Regions from separate parts of the Rattus norvegicus genome. Here all the other regions are linked to region 2. Evidence: chromatin contacts called from public Hi-C data. All regions are on one chromosome and are shown on one strand. Each heading gives the region's core, a stretch centred on a gene start, on an enhancer-like site or on the middle of the called end of the contact. The rest is flanking DNA. Distances are from core to core; before and after follow the strand shown. Region 1 has its middle 17 kb from the start of Prss23. Region 2 overlaps Me3 (malic enzyme 3). Region 3 overlaps Me3 (malic enzyme 3).

Region 1 (2,725 bases), core at 23-2,522, 180 kb before region 2:
TTTCCCCCCTGTGCCCATGTGTTTGAGACTCTTTCCCACTTTCTCTTCTATTAGATAGCGTATCCTGTTTTTTTGTGGAGATCCTTGATCCACTTGGTGTACTTTTAATCTTCTGATTCCTTTATACTTATTCTATTTTTTAATTTTGTGTGTATGTACTTACCAGAGTGTATGTATGCGCACCATATCCATACAGATGCCCATAGAGGCCAGAAGAGGGTGCTGAATCCTATGGAACTGGAGTTACAGATGATTGTTAGCCATTTAGAATTGGCTGATGTGAGCATTGGGACTTGGACCATTGTCCTTGTCAAGAGCATCAGGTGCTCCTAACCACAAAGCAATCTCTCCCTCCCCTGTACTCAAACCTTGCTGGGAGAAGTCTCTAATTCAATTCTGTAGTCACTGTGTTCCTGGAAAGATTATCAGTTTGTGGTATCAACTGTCCTCTTACAATTTAGATTTTAATAAAAGCAAGCTTTTTTCCTTTAAAAATCTTTTAATAAAGTTTTGAATTTTGAAAACTTCTTGGCATTATCAAATTAGCCAATAACTTTTTTAGATTAGTAATGTTTGTTGCACTGAGTTTCCTGGTACAGATGTCCAGGACCCAGCATCCAGCACAAAGCCAGGTATGATACTGATCAGGTCTCTCACTCATTTTCTACAGGATCTCAAAGGCTTTCCAAGGCATTTGGATGGAACTCAAGTGCTTGGGCGTGGACAAGTCACAGTTCCAATATCCAGATGGAGCCAAGAAGTCCGGGACCAACTGCAGGCCCCAAGAGTGCTAACTTGTTTATTTATTATGGATGGGAGTATGGGACTCCTGCCCAGCTGTATTCAGCATATATAATTGGCATTTTCAAACTGCAGCACAGCCTTTAAGTTATCCCTGCACCCCTAGATTACCTGGCATCACGCCAATGTTGACAAAGAAAGTGAATGCCAGGCAAGTGGAAAACAGCGCTGAGGCAAAAACACGGTGGAAACTTCTAGGAAGGATTTCACTGTGATCAGTAGAATGCAGTGATCGTGACAAATAATGTGCCTGGACTGCTTTGCACATTGCTGACTTTCCCTTCAAGGGAAAAGGGAGAAGCTGTCCTCTTTGTAAACAAGAGGAGGTGTGGAAAAAACAAAGTTAATATCAAATACTTAGAGCTACCAGAAAGCTCCTTTTAAGCTCCGAGAGTTGAAGGATATCAACGTGCCTATAAGTCAAGGAAACCACTAGGGGGCAACCCAAGAATGGGGGAAAAAAATCAGCAGCGGCCAAGAAAAGTTGCTTTTTATAACATCCAAAGAAAGCTGAGATCTCGCAGTAAGCAGAACAAGGTGATATTTCAAAGTGTTGACTTTAACCCCAGGTTACTCTTGACTTGGGAATTCCTCCTAAGTGATCAGAAACACTAAACAACAGCTCTCTAAACAGAACTGTGCTATCAGGAGAAACTGCAGTGCTAAGACAATGCTCCTGATTTAAATCCCTTCTCCAGGGCAGTGGAAAACTTCTAAACGCTCACAAATTGGAAAGAAATTTAATTAATGGTACACCTAACGTGACCAGAGAGTAAAGAAAATCGGAGCACACTTGGCTAGTGCTGATATACAGACAGACAAATAGTTTGCAGCTACCCAACGCTGGCTGTTGGGTAAAAGATAAACTGAAAGGAATCTGATTACACATGCTAATGCCCAGATTTATAGATTCAAGTGTGATCACAATGTTTTGTTCTCTTCCACAATTCTCATGAAAACCTAGATTTTTTTTCAAGTCAAATTCCCTTTTTTCCTCCAATAAGTCTTGATGGCATTTTACTATATTTAAGAACTCCAAGAGCATGGAGCATGAGGCACTAGAGACTTTACAGAACAGAAGAAAAGTCACCATTAAGGCGATCAGTAAAGACTGATTCTTCCTGATACTATACTGTAGTTGACCAACAAACATCTTTCTTACAGTGGGAAAGCAAAGTGAGATACTTTTGTGGAATTTCCTATCTTTGTGTTTGACTGCTCTGGCAATTATCTGGGAGTAGTAAAGCATGTCATTTTAAAAGGAAAATGTTCTGTGTCCCAGAATGGCTTATCCACAGAGGACATTAGTCACGCTTGGGTCACACTGGTTTGCCAAACATGGCGGGTTTTTTTTTCCCCCATCGGGGAACTGGATATAGAATCAGCATTAATAAATCCAAGAAAGGAAATGCAGCAATGAGACTGGACACAAACTGGGAGGTTTATTAAAGTAAATGGGAGAGACTCAGCTGTTTAACTCACAAAGTGGTGACTACATTTCACTGATGCCAAGATATTTCTGTAGAGAAAGTGATTCCTGAGCCTTGGGAAAGGAGGGCAGTGCCTTTACTACAGTGACACATAAGAATCTTGAACACACAGATGTGTAACGTCCTCTCTGAGGTTCTGGGATGAAGATGAGGGTGACTAGTACCCACTGTTGAATATTTGCTGGATAAGTCATTAAATAACTGGAGATATGGAAAAGTGCAAGCTAAGGGGAGGAGAGAGCTTGGCCAATGACCGAAGATAAAAAGCACAGGTGTGTTCGGTACAGATGGCTGAAAGCCAGACTGTATGAGTCTAGAGAGCAATGGAGAAGAAAGTTGATCAAGATATTGGATATATTTGGGGGACAGGCCACTAAGCAATCAATTGCCCTGACTGCCTGTAAGATGTGCTGAGGGAGCAGACACGATTATTG
Region 2 (2,878 bases), core at 344-2,843:
TTCTAGCTCTGTGTCCTCTTAGGCCAGCTCTTGTTTTTAAGATCTTAACCAGTTGGGTTTCTGGAATCTCAATGAAGAACACGTGAGAAAATAGCTAACCTCTGCAGGATGGCTAGCCACAATGGCTGATGCCTTTTTGATAAGAGAGAGGATGGAAAACTTAAAAAGCAAGCCGGAAAAATAAGCCTAAAGTCACATCTTAGACCATTTGACGAGAGCAAATTGCCTCAGAGGGCCTCACGGGCGTGAACCGATCCCGGGTTACTGCGATTAGAACAGTGACTGCACTTAATGATAAGGCTGATCATATCTATTCCCTCTGCTTAAGGTCAGGAACGTGAGTCATACACTTCACTTCAATAAAGCAGTTACCAAACAGCTGGTAAACTCCAGATACCGTGCTCAGGGCCACTGATTCAAGGGAAGATAAGACAGATGTTTGCAATCTGGAATAGGAAATAGATAGCCGATCTTAGTTTTCAGTTTTTATCCCAAAATACCAAAACTTCGCACTTTCAAAGCCATCTAATTATATCAGAAAATTTAGTTCCATGAAAAACCTCATTCCCCGGGTAAATGAGTTGTTGCTATGGATCCCTTTTGTTCTCATAGCTGGAAGAACACTAATTAGCTAATCAGGCTCATACCCAGAAGATGAATTTGCTGCCCCTAATTAATGCATGATGCTCAGTCCACACCCTTCCTTCTCTCTGCTTCCCAAGCGGATCACATCGAAAAGCAAGGTCAAATTTTGCAGCCGAAAAGAAGCTTTAATCAATGCCACATGTTCATCCCTCGGTGTAATAATTCAGGCTGCAGGTTCAATGTTATTCTATACACTGTCATATGAATAGCTATTTCTGTGAAAAAGATTGCAAGTTGTTGACAAAGGCCTGCGTTTGGTCAGATCAACGACAAGTCAGACTTAAACCTCACTCATTCTTATGGTTTTTTTCTTTTAATTTGAAAAAATACATACTGTGTATGTGTATATAGATATTTTCACAAGAACACAGGTGCATGTGGAAGCCAGAAGAGGGTGCTGGATCCCCTGGAGCTTGATTTATTGGCATGTTTGTTGGATTTACTGGATTTATTGGAGATGGATCTGCTGATGTGAGTGCTGGGAACTGAACTCAACACCTGTAAGATGTTGAGCGCATGCTCTTACCTACTGAGCCATCTCCCCTGCCCCTGGTGTATCTGCATTGCGACCTCTATGAGAACTTGGCAGGAATGTTCTTCACATGTATTACCTCATTTAACCTTTGTACTAACTGTTTACGATCTTCCTGTGTAGTACAATTTTTAGAATGAGGAATCTGGAGCTATGTGATATGTATTGCACAGTCTGTGATGCCGTATCCTGTAAGCGGATCTGAACTCAAGCCCTTTCTTGTAGCCGTTTCCACCAGATTGGACCACTCCCTCCTGGGGAGACGTGGGAAGCTTATGAAACCCAGAAGACTCACGAGGCCCTTTTCAGAGGTGACATGAGCAATACCCTACTGTGGGAGGAGACTTTTCAGTAGTGTAGCTGCATGAAAGGTGTACAAGGAACTCCAGTCATGCAGCTCTCATGAATGGTCACCGATCTGTCACCCGATGCAGGGGGCGGGGCTTTCTGGTGATGTACTCGCCCAAGTCACCAGGGCTCTTGTAAGAAATGCCAGTAAACCCACTGGTTCGCCAGCGTGGTCCTAGACAAAAGTATTTTTTGGTCTGTTATTGTCTTCTCCAGGGTGAATAAAAAATAGACCTCGCCCAGGAAAAGTCACCCATGCCATGTCCTCTAGGTTTGGTGCTATTAAATAATTTGCTTCACCAATACCCACTCATAGGCTTCTACTATAGTTTAATATCAAACCTTAGAATTTTTTAGCCTTCATCATTTAGAGTGTAACTTTGAGATCAAGTTGCAGATCCGTGCTACAGTTTAGCGCCCAGAAAGGGGAGCTGTGTATGTGAGAAAGCCAAAGTGTGTTTTTCTTTGCTCATTGGTTATTTTTTTCTTTCCTGCTCACATAGCTTGTGGTTAAATTATTTTCCTTAGACTTTCATACTAAAATAATTTGCCTTTGGATAGAGGCCAAGCACAGGCCATTTTCAGTGCTCGGACAGATTGTTTGTTCTGAGCAACACAAATGAAAGAATTTCCATGTCTTACAATGGGCATTTGTTAAGTTTTGTGTTTGGGCCGCTGGGGCTAGAATATGGGGATCTCTCCAGAATCTTGCATGCTCTTGCTACACCTACTTTTCCGAAAAGACCCAATGACTACATAGAAAAATAAAGTAATGACCCCCAAATCTCACATCAGTTTCCATTTCCAGATTCTACTAATGGATTCTTTATGTTGATCCTAGAATTGTAATGAGGCTTTTTAATTTTTCTACTTTTTACATAATCCTGCATTTCTATTTCATAAATTCTTAGTTACCATAAAGAAACTAAGAACTGGAAAGAGGCACTCTCAAACGAAACAAATGAGCATTTATCTGTGCTTGTCATAATACTAATTATAGTCACAGCATTGCTGTTATAATGGAAGTTATTCTTTTGTATATAATAGGTGAACTGAAACTCAAAGGCGTAATTGTCCAAGGCTAGTCAACCATAGAAAATGCCAGCTTCAAGACTAAAAACCAAGCTAGACTACAGGGTTCTTGTTCTTCATCTTTTAAAAAATTCAGAGTATTTTAGATTTATAGAGAACTTGTCCACATACATAGTACAGAGAGCTCACCCCTCCTCAAGACTCCTGAGGATATAACATTTCCCTGATATACTTGTTGAAACTAATGTAAGAAAGTGATGTTGCCCTATTATTGTTGAATAAAATCCAGCCTTTAATTGGATTTCAATCATTTCCCACTAT
Region 3 (2,700 bases), core at 49-2,548, 140 kb after region 2:
CAATATTTCAACATGTGAGCTTTTTTAAAGTGCATCATATCCAAGCCAGTGAACTCTAGATACTTCTGTTCCAGTCTCTGCCTCTCACTAAAAGATCAGCTTTTGGAGTCAGGAATCATGGCTTACTTGTTTTTGATCCCCAGTTCTCAACACAATGATGGGCATATTGTAGTAAGAGTAGATGCATGTTTGCATGTGCAAACATGCTCGCCATCCTACCTATCCCTGGAGAAAGTCCATGCTGGTCCCTGCCTTGCAGCCTCTCTTTTCTGATCATCATGCAAATTCACCACACATGTGCTCATACTAAGATGTTGGACACCTATACACATATGCATAATTGCATAGGAATGAACAAGTTTTTAATTAAATCAATTCATTTGTTTAAATTCATTGTTCTGGTACACACACACACACACATACACACACACACACACACACACACACACACACACACATGCATAAATGAGATAGAAATTTCCTAATTTTTTTCTCAGAAATTAAGACTACATCACGAATTTAGAACTCCTGAGAAGACTGGTAGTCAGAAAAAGAATGATGGAATCTCTCTAAGATCATCTCAGCCTTGAGTGAATCACAGCCCAGTATGTAGGTGATATAACTAATCAAAATGTGAGGAGGTTGTCATGGAGATCTACCCACATCTTCCTTCAAGGGAAGACATGTTGCCTTCACTGATGCAAACAGAGCCTCAGCTGCAGAAAATCCCTAACTCAGTCCTGTCCTGCTGAAGGCTACCCTCTCAGGGTAGGGATGTGTCCATTCATTCTACTCCTGTCCTGGACTGAGCTCCTGGTGGGGTTAGTTGAGGATTTGAGATCTATACTGAGCCTCAGTAGCCTTCTTTGCCTCTGTCCACACAACCACAAGCTTAGACAGGCATCATCCATCCCTGCAAAACATGGGAATAGTCTCAATCTGCCTGTGACCCATATACTGAAAGGACTGGAACAAAGTGGCCCCCATGGAAATTAAGCTAGAACCATTCTGCCTGCTTTCAGCATAAGTCCTGCCTTTTATGTCAGTGGAACAGAAAAAGATAGAACCCAAGTCCTCAAGAGCCCCCCAGGCTGAGCTTCCAATGCGCTCTACTGTGCATGAACGCCAAGCACCTTGTTTGTATCGTCTGAATCACAGACCCCATGGGACCCATGGGCTTGAAGTCTGGAGCCACAGCACAAAAAAGACTTCCTTTTGTTTGTCTCCTTTGTCCTCACCCCAGCTCTGGCTCACAAGAACCCTCAGCCCAGGCCAGGCTGGCTGGTTCTTGGTGAACAGGGCTGCCAACTCTGAGTCACCACTGGTGGCCTCTTCAGGAATTTTGGAATAGCAGAGGCTCAGGTGACTTTTGTTGTTTCAGCTGGGAACATCCCTGCTGCTGGGGGAGAAGAGAAAGACAGGAAAGGGGAAAGGCAGTGAGGACGGTCATGCTGCAGACAGACTAATTTTGACCTTGGGAAGGACAGCTTGCACGAAAGAAGTCAGGTACAGAATGCTGCTGACTGAGTGACCTTGGGCACTGTCCTCCACTGTAAGCTAATCATATAGTGTGACTGAGGAACAACAAACATCAACTCTAGGACACAGACCGGCCTTACCCTCTAGCCCTTTGAAGTCTTCGAGGACCCATGACCTGGAAGAATGCTTGTGTGCCAGGTCACCTCTTCACAATTTGTTTGGCTTTTTTGTTTGTTTTCAAGATAGGGTGTCACTGTGTAGCTCAGTCTATCTTGAGCTTGAGGTGATCTTTCTGCTCTCCCTGCCTTTCTACTGTTTGGGACCACAGAACTGCATGCCTCTAAGCCTGGTACCCTTTGGTGCTTTCAAGTTTCAGTGTATAAGCCAGAATAGTTAACAGACATCGGACTGAGATGCGTCTGTCTCTGAATCCTCACTTTTCTGCTCTGTGATTCTAGCCAGTGGTATATGTTCTAAAAGCACTCTTTACCCTTCCTCTGAAACGATTTAGCAGCCATGACTAAAGATCAGCAAGTATCAGATCAGCCTGTATGTTCCTCTCAAGCTAGCACTTACTACTATAGTTGAAATCTAAGCCATTTCACTGCTATCTTCAGAATTACCCATGTTGTGCTAATTCTGGGGTAGGTGTGGGGTAAGGTGTACAGGAATAGCCACTCAGCAGTTCTAGTCCATGGTCCCAGTACTAATATTCTTTAAAAGGTTTATTTATTTATTTTATGTATGTGAGTACACTGTTGCTGTCTTCAGACACACCAGAAGAGGCATTCGATCTCTATTACAGATGGTTGTGAGCCACCATGCAGTTGCTGGGAATTGAACTCGGGACCTCTGGAAGAGCAGTCAGTGCTCTTAACCACTGAGCCATCTCTCCAGCCCCTAATACTAATATTCTGAGTGCACAAGTATGGAGAGGAGGAAGGGGTATTGAGACCCAAGTAGAGTGTTCAGGAAAATGAAGAGAAGGTGTGAGCACAATGCTACTAAAGCCTGATGAAGAGGGAGACCTGGGCGCCATGCTTTTCTACACTTTTCTGAAGTGATCTGGCAGTGCCAGCCTGTCTTGCATTGTAGGGTTACTGTGCAGCCTTGGTTCTGAACATGCAACATGTTAACTTCGCACTCTATGTGCCATTCTAGCATGCAACACCATCTATGACTGCCTGAGCTTCCCGGGCTCAGGTTTGAGACTGCTGTTTG

The links. Hi-C and Micro-C count contacts between places; a contact is called where the count stands out from the background.
Region 1: a contact with region 2 is called in a Hi-C map of the A7r5 cell line, with 5 times the contacts expected there. The contact joins two enhancer-like sites. A contact is called at or near these places in 4 of 12 Hi-C or Micro-C datasets (the A7r5 cell line, Schwann cells, frontal cortex and 1 more).
Region 3: a contact with region 2 is called in a Hi-C map of the A7r5 cell line, with 3 times the contacts expected there. The contact joins two enhancer-like sites. A contact is called at or near these places in 3 of 12 Hi-C or Micro-C datasets (the A7r5 cell line and liver).

What each region holds. Positions count from the first base shown.
Region 1 is chr1:152,805,684-152,808,408 of GRCr8, forward strand. No RefSeq gene overlaps it. Among named protein-coding and RNA genes, the nearest start is that of Prss23, 17 kb to the right of the region's middle. Within about 2 kb of position 1,273, at least 7 of the 93 cell types and tissues checked have an H3K27ac peak or open chromatin away from gene starts, as enhancers often do.
Region 2 is chr1:152,987,743-152,990,620 of GRCr8, forward strand. The region is part of intron 2 of Me3 (malic enzyme 3); the gene reads left to right. Among named protein-coding and RNA genes, the nearest start is that of Me3, 43 kb to the left of the region's middle. Within about 2 kb of position 1,594, at least 18 of the 93 cell types and tissues checked have an H3K27ac peak or open chromatin away from gene starts, as enhancers often do. A contact at or near this core is called in the A7r5 cell line and liver, where this site is marked.
Region 3 is chr1:153,123,718-153,126,417 of GRCr8, forward strand. The region is part of intron 8 of Me3 (malic enzyme 3); the gene reads left to right. Among named protein-coding and RNA genes, the nearest start is that of Ccdc81, 78 kb to the right of the region's middle. Within about 2 kb of position 1,299, at least 30 of the 93 cell types and tissues checked have an H3K27ac peak or open chromatin away from gene starts, as enhancers often do. A contact at or near this core is called in the A7r5 cell line and liver, where this site is marked.